Linked DNA regions of Anas platyrhynchos: region 1 is linked to region 2. A link is a contact called in public Hi-C data. All regions are on one chromosome and are shown on one strand. The core of a region is the stretch at or near the end of the contact, and the rest is flanking DNA. Distances in the headings are between cores, read along the strand shown. Region 1 overlaps LRCH1 (leucine rich repeats and calponin homology domain containing 1). Region 2 has its middle 13 kb from the start of RUBCNL.

Region 1 (6,910 bases), core at 3,387-5,886, 100 kb before region 2:
AGAGATAAGGAAAAGCACATAACCAGTGTATGTGTGTAATAAATTGTCGTATTTGTATAAAAGGAATTCCCTTAAATAAAACATAAATAGTATCCACCAAGGTCCCAAACCTATACACATCTCTTGGCATCACTTCCTAATTCTATTTAACATACATATTCTCCTGGTACCACATAAAAATATTCATTTTAAATTCATCATGTTTTCTTGCCAAGAAGCAACATAGTTAGAAAGTCAAGGATATTGTACTCTCTTCTACAGACTGCTTACTGTCAGCCTTCCTAATATATGGGAAGGCCGTGTCCAAAGGAAAACTATTTAAGGAGATTTTAAGCAGAGAGAAATTACCTAGTAAAACATGAAAATTTTCCATTTGTTTAAATTGTCTAATTTACTGCGATACACAATATCAATTCTAAGTATTCTGGATTTGTGGCACTTTACATAAATTCCATTAATACACTGAGTTAATTCACTCTAATTCCCATGTTTACCAAGGTGACGTAAGCAAACTTGATTTCATCCAGTCTTAATTTTTTTTTTTTGTATCCAACTGTAATACCACTTCAAAATTACATGTGCCGTATTCTTTACATGTGTGCAAATACTCAGGACACATTATTCTATTTCAGTTATTTAAATCAAAATTAGCGTTCCATGGTAGCCAAAACTGCAGTACAGTAGTAATTCACACAGGAGGGCTTGAGAAATATGCTCAGTGTTTACAAGACTGAAGACCAAGCCTTCATACCTTGGATTTAAAAGCACAAGAACCACTTCGCCCCCTTGTTCAACCTCATTCTCAAATACAAGATAGTAATATCTTCACTATTACAGTTTTTACATATCCAACTGCAATCAAACCTCCACATCTTGTCCCAGCTGAGAAAGTGCTGACACATCCTCTCACAAGAGGAAATATGCATTCAACTGCATTTAAAGCAATAGAAATCCTCAATATGGATTAGCATCCACACACAGCTTTCCCAGAAAAGAGACAAAGGTGCTTAATTTTTTGTCCCTTTTTCCTAAAAAAAAGGCATTAATTATGTATCTTGCATAATAAGAGGATATAAGTAATAAAATCATGATTTTCCTCTCTATCCCCCATGAAGAAAATATTGATCCTCTGTCCCTCCATCTCTCTAACTACAAAAAAAACCCATACCAAACTTTATAAAATTTATCATCAGAAGGGAATGAAAAGAATCTGACCATGCTGATACGATTAGCATTCTCAATTTGCTAGAATAAGGGAAAGAAAAGGATTAATGTTACTCGGTCATTCCTTAAATAATTAGTTTTAGATTTTACATTGCCTTCATATGGAACTATATCTACAGGCAATGAATTTTTGCATTACTGCTTGCAATAAAATGAAAAATGCAGTCAATTGTTCCAGGAACACAAAGTGCATACAAACAAGTCTTTACACATTTGCAAATAAACAGAGAGTATGGTAAACTTAAACTTACCTCAAATTTAAGTAAGTTAGCATTTGTAAATTCACTATTGCATCTGGTATAACTTTAATACAATTGTGGTATAGATTTAGTGTTTCCAGTGACACAAAATGGCACAACTCCGTAGGAACCTCCGTTAATCTGTTCTTGGATAGATCTATAAAGAGAGAAAGAGAAGATACTTTTTTGAACCATCAGAAATATTACTTTGAACAAACTGTAATTATTAAAAAAAAAAGTGAATAAATGTAATCCTACAGTCAGACAGCAAGTTAAGCCAGTGCTTTATTATACAAAATAAAACTAATCTTAACTTTTAAAATCAAGAAAATGGAACAGACTGTATAAAAAGCAAAAATTCAATTAAAAGTTATTCGGTCTAATAAAAAATAATTACTTGCAGGCCTCAATACACTGAGAAAATACTTGAATCCACAACCAAGTGAAACTCATATAACATATCTCAAGACCAATACAGATAGTTATGTGCAAATGATAGCATTTAGATAAAAGCGAAAACAACAACTGTATCTCTAGTTTGTTTTTAAAGGGGTTTGGCAGGTGTTTGAGGGAAAGGATACGAGGAAAACGCAATTTGATGATTTCACATCTTTGCTGCTGCTGGTTAAGCCTCCTCCCTGATCCTCCAATGCTTATTTTGAAGCTGACCGTCTTAGACTGTAAGGTGGGGAAACCAACCATAATTTAGTAGATACATTTCCAGAATGCCAATGATCTGACTCATCTCTTTAGGACCATGAAGCAGTTTGGCTTTTGTGAAAAAATTGTCAAAAACCTGAAGATCTTAACTTTCTTTGCCGTGTCAGGCTCAGCTTGCTGCATAGAGACATGGCTTGAGCTCAAAAGCATCACCAGTAGGAAGGTTTTATCATTTTTGGTTTTGTTCCTGTCTCCTGCAATGCAAGCTGAACTTCAGTACTCTCAATTCCCCTTGTCAGCCTCCACCTTGCTCCATTTCATCGCTGCCACCACAAAGCTGGTCTCTATTCCAAACCCGACCAGGATGACAGCAATGGCCAAGGAGGGAACTAAGGCAGTGCAGCCCTGCTGACTCAGATGGCAACGTGGTTGAACTGGGCACCTCAGCCAAAATTATTCACCTTGAGATTCCACAATTCAACTTGAAAAAAACCCTTCCCCCCTTTTTTTTTTTTAAAGGAGCTTCTGCGGTGACATCCCTGCATCACCGCTCTCATTTCCTCACACAGTGGGGAAGGGGCAGGAAGGTTGGGAAGAGGGAACCGAAACTCAGCCCTAGGCCTCTCTGTGGGCCTGGGTGGCAGGTGGAGAGTGACCCCTGGGCCTTGACTGCTCCTTCCACAGTGACACACACAAAGTTTGGTTAAAACAGAAATGTTGCTACTCCCCACGCTGTTAGGACTGCAGGCTATCTATCACTTGGACCCCAGCTTTAGGCCTGCTCTCGTTGACCTCCACACGGAGTAAAAGGGACCATGCCACCACATGCCACTTGGCCATGGAAAATTCTAGTACCTCAGAGAAGTGGAACAGCAACGAAACCCAGCCCGTGCCTCTAAGAGGCATCACAAGCACAGCAAAATCATTTATTGCTATTTTAATACTATCCTTTCTTTGATTGTTTTTATTGTTATCCTCAGTTCTCAAGGGCTTTAGCTCTGGTAATCTGAAGAAGGACAAAACAAAGAAGCCACAGATGATAACAGAAAATCCTCCCTGTTATCCTCAGGACAGCGGGTTATTGGACACAACATGTATACAAAAAAGGAATTCAATTAACTTCCAACAATGGAAGTCAATTATTTATTATTGTCTAGTTATCAAAGATTACGATCATTTCAACACTGTTATATCTACTGCTGCTTCCTAAATAACATTAAGAAGTTCAATCCATAGTAAAGCAGAAGAATCAAAACTGTACGTTTTATTTAATACAGTGTAACTTAAAAAGCAGAGTTTTGCTAACAGAATTAATTTTATTTTTATTTAAGATGTATCAAATACCATATCTGACCGTCTCTGAGAAATGGGGTACAGGAATGGAATCGGTATGATACCATCATTTTTTAAATGATTTTTTTTTTTGGCCAAAAAACAGACTTTCCTGCTCAAATGGATGAAGGGTAAAAAAAAAAAAAAAAAAAGACAAAAGAAAGGATGGCTTTTATTCAATCACAAAATGAATGTAAACCTCAAAACATGATGCAGCTGTGAAGAAAGCCTAGCAGCTTTCAGATGCCCCTAAAAAATCTGTAATGACAAGTGCATGCCTTAAAAACTCAACAGTAAGGAGAGCAGTCTGCATATCAGCTTCATACTGTACCTCGTATATGCAAACACGTACAGAAACCTCTGAAAGTTACATAATTATTTTGATATTACTTATACCAAAGTACTTTTGCACCTTGTTTCATTACTGCACCTGACAACCTGTATGTACACTTCAGGTATATTCTGATATTTAAGTTCTAGAATAAAACATCTGTTAAATCATTAATTTGAAAAATAGTGCCTCAGGGGAATTAAAAATCATTAAATTACTGCAGAGACTAACTTTGCTACAGAAATAGAAAGGAATAGAGAGGTAGGGTTGATAGAGTTTAGCCTTTTAACTGATTATCGCCTTTAATAAATAGGAGATCTAACAAAGAAACAAATCCATTATGGCAGAAACACTATTTTAGGGTTACTAAGGAACTATATATGGGCTTAACCCGAGGTGACTGTTTCCTGTAATTCTGTTGTGAAGCAGGCAGCACAAACACAGGCAAATATCCCAGTGGCAGGGAGGGCACCAGAGCAAGCTTTCTGTGTTTTAAATGGAATACACTATTCATTCATTATTTATGCCACAAAGGCATTTCAAACTGAATCTGGCTTCATCCCATTTTATACTGCCAAGAACAAGTTCGTTAAAACTCCAAAATAAAGAATGGAATGCAAAGTAAGCAAGCCAGCTTAGAAAAATATGAGATGGAAGCCTGATCTTTTGAAGAATCAGCACAATTCTGGAGCAATGGCACTGTTTTTGTACAAGAGCATTACTACGCTGGAAGCTGGACAGGAGCTACCCAAAACAAGAGCTTCCTTAGCAGAGAGTGAACAACAAAAAGCAGAAATTTCCTACCAGCAGCAGGCTCTGAGCAGTGTTTGGCTACCTGGCATGGCACACTGCTGGGCAACGATGACTGATCCATCCTCAGGACAAACCTTTCCAATTCCTGCAGCTCCAAAAGCGCCTGCCACAATGAAATCCCACTGCTGCCTACCACTGTTGTGACAGCAGTCTACAAGCTGATTACCAACACCCCAAACAGCATTTAAACCAACCATACAGACAGAGCATACATACAGAGTATAGACCACTCTGCCACTGCAAACCAAACTGCATTCACCAAGTGGCCAGGCTAACACTAGTTAACACAAGTATACTTGCCTTGGCAGGGAAGGCAAGTGCTCTATTATCACTGACCTCGTGCCCCTCAGAATCAAATAGTCAATGCTTTGTAGCAAGCAATTGCTTCCTTCTAGTTTTTTCCTCCACCTAAATGGTTGTCCCAAAGTCATATATATTTATGTTAGTGTTTTCACAACTAACAAAATGCGGTATACCTCTAACAGATGCCCTTCAACTTGCTGTTACTCAGCAGAGCAGCACACCTTGTCCCACTTACTTGACTCTATCTGTCAGAGAGCATTGATGAATAATGTTCTGGACGTGCAGCCAGCAACTCCCACTGCCAGTGATGCCACACACACAACAAAGTGGGAGCAGAGACCTCTGGTGCCTGATGCATTCTGGTTTGTTCGTGATAATTAGAGCACAGTGAGCGCATGGCATTTCTTAACTAAGAGACGTGTCTGCTCAAGTTATTTAGCAGACAGAAGAAGAAATAAGAGAAGACAAAGAATGCCCCTTAAAGCAAAACCAAAGTGAACATTGATGTGCTTTTCCTTACTATTGATATGATTTAATATATCAAGTGTTTCTCCTTGGCAGCTGTGTGGATGAATTCTGCAATTCTTCCCTATTCCACATCTTGACATAACATTAAAATACATGGGCAAATTCAAGAGCTACCTGTAGGGATACAAAACACACAGCTCTACTTTATCAGCGTTATCGATGATCACAATGAACTCAATTTAGTACATATCAAATGTAGCAATTGTAATATAATCATACATCCGCCAGTCACCAACAAGGCCCTAAATCAAGGCTTTTAGAGGCAGTAGGAACAGGAGCGAAGGAAACCAACATTGAGAAAGAATCACATTGTGAGCCTGGCAGAGCTGGTACCACAAGAGGGAGTCCTGATCTCAGACTTGGCCAACACCCTGTAGCAGGGTTTCTCGAGACCATCGATGAGGAATGAGAAGGGCAGAAATAGGAAGACACCTATGCAAAGCCTTACAAACCCCCGACGTTTCCATGGACCTATTTCTCACAAGGGTTTTCAGAGTATAACAAATGAGTTTACTTGTCACAACTGCAGGAAGCAAAGACAATGGAGGTCAAGGAAACAAACACAAATACTAAGGAGAGGTTGAGAAAAAACACACACACAAAACCAACCCTTCTGAAATAGTCACATTGAAGCGTTTCCTCCAAGCTTCTTTCAGTCGATGCAACAACCTGAGGTATCTGCGAGCTCTCTGTAGTTACAGCAGTAGCTGCACTTGGCCTATTTAAGGCAAAAGCAGCCTTAAAATGTCTCTCAATTAACGTCAGATGATAGACTCAACAAAGACGATGCTTACAAACTCGATCATTCCTCCTCAGAGATCCTCACCTGCCACTCCACTGTATTTCATCTGCCACACCATTAGGGAATATAGGGCTTGCTTTACCACTGTGCCCTGTAACCACCCAGTAGAGCAAATGTAAGCCAAGTGCAATCCTACAATTCTTTTCAGGTAGCACACTGATTGCCCGGAAGCAATCCAACAGCTCTCCCAGAAGCTAAACCTGAGCACAAACTTCAGGGGTGAGGGAAGGGGAGAGAAAAAGGGTAGCAATAACTTGCTGACAGCTGTGTTGAAGCATGTTCTCATTGTTAGTGCTGTGGCACACTCCAATTCAAAGGAGGCAAAGGAAATTTTTCTGCAAGAGATGCCCTCAGTAAACCATCACAAGCCAGGACGAAGAAAGAGGAGGTTACTACCTACAGCAGTCTGCCTCATTATCGTACTTACCGTACTGCCCAGCACACCTGGCTTTAGGCAGCAACATAAAGCATTTACGTTTCTGCTTTATCTGGTATTTCTTCATCATTAGGACAACAGTTTAGGGTTAAGATTGGCAAAAAAAAATATGGTTCCTGGGTTCCATAACCACTGGGTCCTTCCTGCGGATCCCTGTGAAGGTGTTAACACATTTGGGACCCAAACACCTGTACCTCAAGAGAGAAAAAAAATGCCAGCCAGCAAACACCTTCCATCAACAG
Region 2 (6,816 bases), core at 3,880-6,379:
GAGAGCCCAGTTCATTTAGGTCACAACTGAAAGATCATGAGGCTCAGTGAAGGTTTTGCCTGGATAGTGTGTGGTGCAGAAGGCGCTGGTGAGGATGAAAGCTTTTGTTTGAAAGCAAGCTCGAAATACAGAGGTGTGTTTCTAGCTGGGAGCCATCACTGGAATTGCTCAGCTCTTGTGCATCCCTAGGTGATTTATCCAGATCAAGGATTAACCATATTGCACCCAGGCTGGTTCTGTGAGAAATGAGCTTGGGTGTCTTGGTGCAATATTACATAGGTTGAGTTCAATCAGGCTCATAAACCCCAGTGCACCAAGGCACCACTGCTTGTGCCCTCCCCAGCTCCCCTGCAATCAAAGACTTCTCACTGCTCAGCTTCAGCTGGAATGAATGAGACCTACAGCAATGCAAAGCCGGTGGAAACTAGGCCAAACGTATCTCGATGTATGTACCTCACACGAATCAGCATTTCCACGAATGTCATCTGAAACATCCAAATGTTAGCTACTAGATGGGAAGTGTACATATATGCCATTCCACGAAAGCTCAGGATGTTGTTTTTTTTTTTTTTATTTCTCTGCAGTGGAAACAGGCATAACTTGAGGCAATAAAGTGACATTAGAGAATGAAAAATTTACATTAAATATGAGCAGTAAAATAGTGCTGGATTATGCAGTGCCTTCCATGAGGAACAGCCTGGATTTCTTATATTCAACAAAGATCGGATTAAATATTCAGAGTGCAGCATTGGGGTATAATTTGTCATAGAAGATGAGACAGACACAGAGATAAATGCACCGGTCTTCTTCCCTGTCTACTTTCCATGATTCTGAGAATGATTAATGGATTTATTTCCACAGATTCTGTCAAAAAAGAAAAAAAAAAAAAAAAGGAAAAAAAAAAAAAGGATGAGCACTTTTTGATTTGCCTGAAAATGTCATTGCAGCCACTGCCTTTGCATCTGAGTCTGAGCCAAGGCAAATTTCTAAGCTGGATCTACAGCACACCCTGCTCCACACATGGGTTTTATACTGATTTTAACTACTTTGACCCCAAGGAAGTTAAGCGCCACTGCCCTGGTGCAGATACTTAGATTGTATTTCTACTTGCAGCTCCCATAAGGAGGGTTGGCTATTTTTACTAAATCCCCATCCAACCCAAGCGAGGGGCTGACATGTTGTGTGTAAGCAGTCCTTGCATTATTACTGACCTGAAGCCAAACTTCCTCAGCCTTTTTTCCTCCAAGGACCCAGAGCTTGGTTGCTTTGCCCTGTTGAATGGGACAGCAGCAAACATTAGCAGACTTTCCTTGACACTGTATTTAACTTATTAAAATGGATATTTACTCTTCAGCTAGTCAGGCAACATCCTCACTCACCACCTGCATCTATTTATCTGACCCTTTTCTTGCTTTTTTTCTTTTTTTATTTTTTTTTCCCCATGAGTAAACCTTCCTCAAAGAGACACTGTGACTCAGACAAGGTCCCTTGGAAACAACTTTGTCAGAAGCTTTTTCTGTGTAACCCTGTTGTTGTATTCTTACATTAGAGAAAGGTATTAGGAAATGTTTCCTATCGATTCTTCTTTGCCTTTGGGTCTCAGCTGCATGTATGTCTCCTAGCTATCACTTCCAAGGTACTTGTTATTCTTCATTAACAGTAAAATGGAGCAAATAAGTCTAAATAAGGAATTCTAGATCTCTCTGCTGAAGCCAGGTGCATTAATGAGCCTTGAGCTTAATGCAGGAACCAGATATGGGAGACAGGAATATTACATATTGAGTTTGTCCTTGTAACTCCCCATGAGGCAGGGAAATACTCTCCTTATCTCACAGGATTTTTGATTATGCTATTGTTGGCTCAGAAAAGCATTAACCTCTGCAATTTCTCCTTTATTCCATTTCAGTTCTTCCTGAACTATTTTCTCCTGATATGCAGTATTGATAAGGCTTACATCATGAGTTCTTGTGACTGAAACACAATTTCCTATGCATTTTGGTAAGTTACACAGCCTGAACGCAGAGGGATTCACATTTTCTGCAAATATCCCAACTGTAAATGTGAATGGCAGCTTTCACTGAGAGCAGGCACTGACGCCAGCAAGCTGTGCCAGGCCAGGTGGAGGCAGGAGAAACAGCTTACCTCAGTCATTTCATACCTGCCAGCAACATCAGCACAATGCTTCATTATTCCTCTGCTTACTTATGGGATTTGTATTTTCACCCCTGCAGTATCTGACAAAGTTAGTACTGAATGTCCATCTTCACAACTCCTCCTCTTCTCTGAAGTGGAAATAGGCTTTGGAAAGTGTAGGTATTGTGTCTGCCCTCTCCTATCTTGCACTGCTTGAATGCAATCTTCCTAAAGAAGTGGTTTCGTAGAGATCTTTCTGTGTAAGGAAATAAGCTGGCACGAGACAACATGGTCTAGATATGATCCTGATTGTTGACACTGGTTATGCAAACATCTCTCTCTTTTTCACTTATTGGATTTGGAAAAATAAACAGACCCAAGGGTCCTGGCCCACTTGGCTTGCTCTGTATTTGGAGGACAGGTTGGTTTGTCAGACATGCTGGAGCATCACCAGCCCCGGCTCTATCACACGCTTTCTTTACATGGATTACTTCTGATGGAGAAGGACACACCTCAAAATGCTGGAGCTGACGGAGACGGCTTTGGTTTCGGCCGGGCTTTGAGGAGCTGAAGTTGTTCGTTCACGCATCAGGGATGCTCCACTCGTCTGTTAAGGACCAGTGCGGTAGCGTTGGGCTCTGCCTCCCTCTGCTGGGCACTCCTAAAGCAAACCCCAGCTCTGCAAAACCTCTTTGACGGGGAAGCTGCTGCTGTCTTTGGCTGTTGTCCTGTGGCATGAGAATAACCCAAAGAGCTTTCACTGGAGTCCCTGCTGATAGTGTGCTGCCTTCATGAACTTGCCAAAGCCTTTCGGATTTTCCTCCTGCCATCCGATGTGAGGAAGATGGGTTTATACTCCAGTTGTCTGTATTTCAGAGCATTTTAACATGGTAAACACAATATAAGTCTACTCTGCAATTTCCAGCATCCCAGCACAGCTTCATCCATCTGCTCGCCAGGCACGGGTGGCTATATAACAATAACAAAAGCACGATCAGGATCTGAATTCCAGTAATCACTCCAGGGGAAATTAGTATACAATGTCCACTGGTATTAAGAGCACTTGCCATTATTTAATAACCTATCAACAAAGAAGCCTGTATGAGGATTTCTCCATAGATGTTTCCCCTTTCTCAAATTCGAAACTTCAATTTTGGGAAGTTGGTGCACAGACATGGCACGGAGCCAGATCCCACAACCGTGCATTGCCACCCATGTGCCCACCAAAGCAACCAGAGCATGAAATAAGAACCAACCACTCTGTGATGCCTTAAACCCATCTCATCTGCGGCTAACATGGTCATCTCTCTCTCTTTCTTCCCTCCCTTCCCAGAAGGTGGCATCACTGGCTTCAAAAGGGACATATGACCCGCCCAGCTGAGGAGCTGAGGATGTAAATTTAGTTTAGAGATGTGCCTGCAACTACTCCTGGGTATAATGAATATTTTACTGCTGCTGCCTTCCACCAACAAGTAGAAGTTATTTCAGACAGCCTGTCAAATTGGGGAACTGAAGAAATATAGCAAAAGCAGAGGGATTCTTCTACATATAGCTATTCTACTTCTAGCATGAATTACCCCTGGCTTTTCTGTAGACTTATAAACTGTCTTCTTGATAATGGTGAAAGAAATTGGATTGTGCTTGGAGCTACCCAAAAAATGACACTATCCTCTCCTCAACACCACACAAGAAACAAAGAAAATCTCTGTGACTTTTTGTCAGTACTTATGTGCAATGTTTTTTTTTTACATGCCTGGTCTAATGACTTCACTCTAATTCCTTGGACAGCAGGCATGCTGCAGCTGCAACCAAATTACCTGCAGCAGGTCAAGCAAGGTACAACATCAAGGCCCTCCAACCCTCCATGTGACTTCTAATTAAGCTAGTACTTTTCCTAAATAAACCTGGAAACTGTGGCATACTTTCTATTATCCGGATCCCAGCACATTTTATTCCACAGATTGATTAGATCACCTAAGTCAGTTGACCTGTACAAAGTAGGTCTTGCCAAGAAATGGAACAGAAAACATTCTGGAGAACTCATCGTCCCTTTTTCTTTAGTGTGTGTTTTGATTTATTATTTTTTTTCTGGGAAAGCAGTAACTGGAAATCTTAATCTAAGTACCTATCCTTTTTTAAAATATATTATTCAAAGGTTAATTCCTCCTTTCACTGATATAAATGCCTAAAACACCTTAAGTATCAATTCAATAAATCTAGCACGTTCTTTGCTCAGTTATTACCACGTATCTCACTGCTGCTAAGCAATGCTGAGAATTGATTGGGGGTTTCTGTGCTCATCTACCTCCATAACAAGAAACCCATGTTGCTGCCAGTGCCTTCATTATTAATTATTACCAGTTATTTCCTTCATTCAGAGTCTCAGTTGATACAGTGAACAATTTAGCATTGCATGATGGCTTTAGTTCCCAGGGAACGTATGGGCTATGCTTTTATGCCTATGACCATCAACGACAACTGTGTTGGTCTCAGCTGGAAAAAGCCAGATGCTTATCAGACCAAAATAAAAAAATAAATAGTTCTATGGTTCTGGAAGAAGGGGTCATAGTGCCCTACACAGGGAGCAACACATCACTGTGTTGGGCCATCCCCAGGACCTGGAAGACTACTACCACTGAGCTGCTGCATAGACCCCTGGTAGGTGATAAATATTATCCACAGGTGATAAAGATTAGCCACATCTGACTTCTAAAGCCCTGCCTGGATCCCACTATGGGGCTGGGAGAGCTAGGACTGGCCTCTCAGAGGGGATAAGAGAAGATGGCAGGGCTGTGGCCTGCTCTGTAGGCTGACCATGGTTTAGGGACTACCTTGGGGCTGGGGAGGAACTAGATGGGGGGGGTATCTGGCATACCCCAGGGCCAGGTCCCACAGCATTTGTCCCATGGCTCAAGACATCCTGAGATATCAGTCATGGAGCCACAGGAATGGGGTTTTACCATGGAGGATGAGCCAGGAGCAAGGGCTGACCTAGGCCCAGGCTGCACAGCCATGGCCTCACAGCACACAACAGGGAGCTGAGCAGACTTGGTGATGGTAACCAGTGGAGTGGGGATCTTTGGACAAATTCAAGGTCATAAGTCTGGTTTAGGTCAACCTTTGGGCCCAGGACAGGGGTTCCTGGCAAGGCTGATCAACACCTAAGGCCTGTTAGCACTCAGAACCCATGGAGGTGTAAAAACCCAGCACCTCTACACAACCCCCTCGGTCCTTCCTGGTTCCCTCAGAGCTAAACGCAGCACTGGTCTCTTTTATCTCAATGTAGATCTACTTCAACTTAATTCGCTGAGATGCTGGTCTGCAGCAGCTGGTTTACCACTGCAGAAGTACCAAAATAGCAGGAAGCCTTGGCCACAAGTGGGATTACCAAACTGCTCTCCAACGCCGGCCTCGGTGGCACGCTGCAGAATAGTTACTTCATTCAGCACGGCAAGGCTTGTAACCCAAGGCTCCAATCCCATGAAGTCAGAACGACTCTTTTGTATGTTCCCATATGTCATTAGCTTTTATAAAAAGGAATCAAAATGTCAAGCAAAGGGAAGAAAGAAAACAAATATAAATCACTTAAATGGAGAATAGAAAGTAAATAGAAAAAGGGAAAAAGAGGATGTAACAAATGCTGTATGCCTGAAGCAAAAGAACAAACCCTGCATTTACTTGTGGTATTCAAGTAGAGAAAAAATTTCCACTGATTTCATTGAGAGCAGAACCATACCTTGGCTTGGTGCCTGCAAGATTGCAAGAAAGGATATCTATGTTTTCCATTTGGAATAACCTCCGCATACACAAGTGATTTCTGAAGATTCAGTGCTTCTCTGTTTCGTCAGCCCTGCCTATTGACAATTTTTCATCATCATCACTCTTGCGTTTAGAAGGGTGTGTGGTTTCGTGAGTGCATTTCAGGGATGTTTGGTGACCCATGCAATCCTCCTGTGTTTCTGACAACCACTGCCACACTCGTCTCTTCAAGCAGCAAAGCCACCTGCTGGGGTTTCATCCAGCTTCAAGGTTTTCAGTGGCTACTGAAGTCATAACAAAACCCAATACCTTCTCTCCTCATAACTAAGTCATGTATCTAGGGTCATCTATAAATAATCAAGATCTCTGCACTCAAATTAGAACACTGATTTTCTATGAGGGCTCTGTGGACTATTTGAGTTTCGAAAAGTAACTAAGAAAAGCAATGGTATGGACAGCAGACTTCCATCCACCACAGAAGTTTAGTGCTCCTTTGAAAAAAGGATGTTTGCACATCAGAACATTTCAAAGGCCCTACAGACATAATCAGGAAGGAAAAAAAAAAAAATCAGAACTGAAATGAGACAGAGAGGGAAAGATGTAAGAAGAGAGGCAGCTGTCCTAATGGGTCACCATTACAAATGAAGATAAAATAGAAATAAATAGAAATAAAATAGACAGACATGACCAAACAGGTCCTGTCATTAGTTTTCACCAAATCCATTGCTGAATGCTGGATCCTTTGTTGTCAGATTAATGCTTCTTCAGTTAACCAAGGGTGTCTGGTGTTTCTCTTCTGTTCAGTCATTAAGTTCACATACAGTAGACCATCACACCTCTGAGACTGGATTTCCTGTCAAAGGCACTTTGTGCTGAGCATGGTTCAAATTAAGGGCTGTCTCCCTGTCCCCGCACCCTCACACG

What was found. A called contact is a pair of places that touch in the nucleus more often than the background predicts.
Region 1: a Hi-C map of subcutaneous adipose tissue shows a contact between it and region 2, with 2.8 times the contacts expected there. The contact joins two enhancer-like sites. A contact is called at or near these places in 2 of 8 Hi-C or Micro-C datasets (liver and subcutaneous adipose tissue).

What each region holds. Positions count from the first base shown.
Region 1 is chr1:177,647,732-177,654,641 of IASCAAS_PekinDuck_T2T, reverse strand. LRCH1 (leucine rich repeats and calponin homology domain containing 1) reads right to left here. Exons shown (of 19, transcript XR_011806421.1): 2 at 1,476-1,620. Among named protein-coding and RNA genes, the nearest start is that of LRCH1, 54 kb to the right of the region's middle. Within about 2 kb of position 4,636, at least 1 of the 8 cell types and tissues checked has an H3K27ac peak or open chromatin away from gene starts, as enhancers often do.
Region 2 is chr1:177,547,569-177,554,384 of IASCAAS_PekinDuck_T2T, reverse strand. No RefSeq gene overlaps it. Among named protein-coding and RNA genes, the nearest start is that of RUBCNL, 13 kb to the right of the region's middle. Within about 2 kb of position 5,129, at least 1 of the 8 cell types and tissues checked has an H3K27ac peak or open chromatin away from gene starts, as enhancers often do.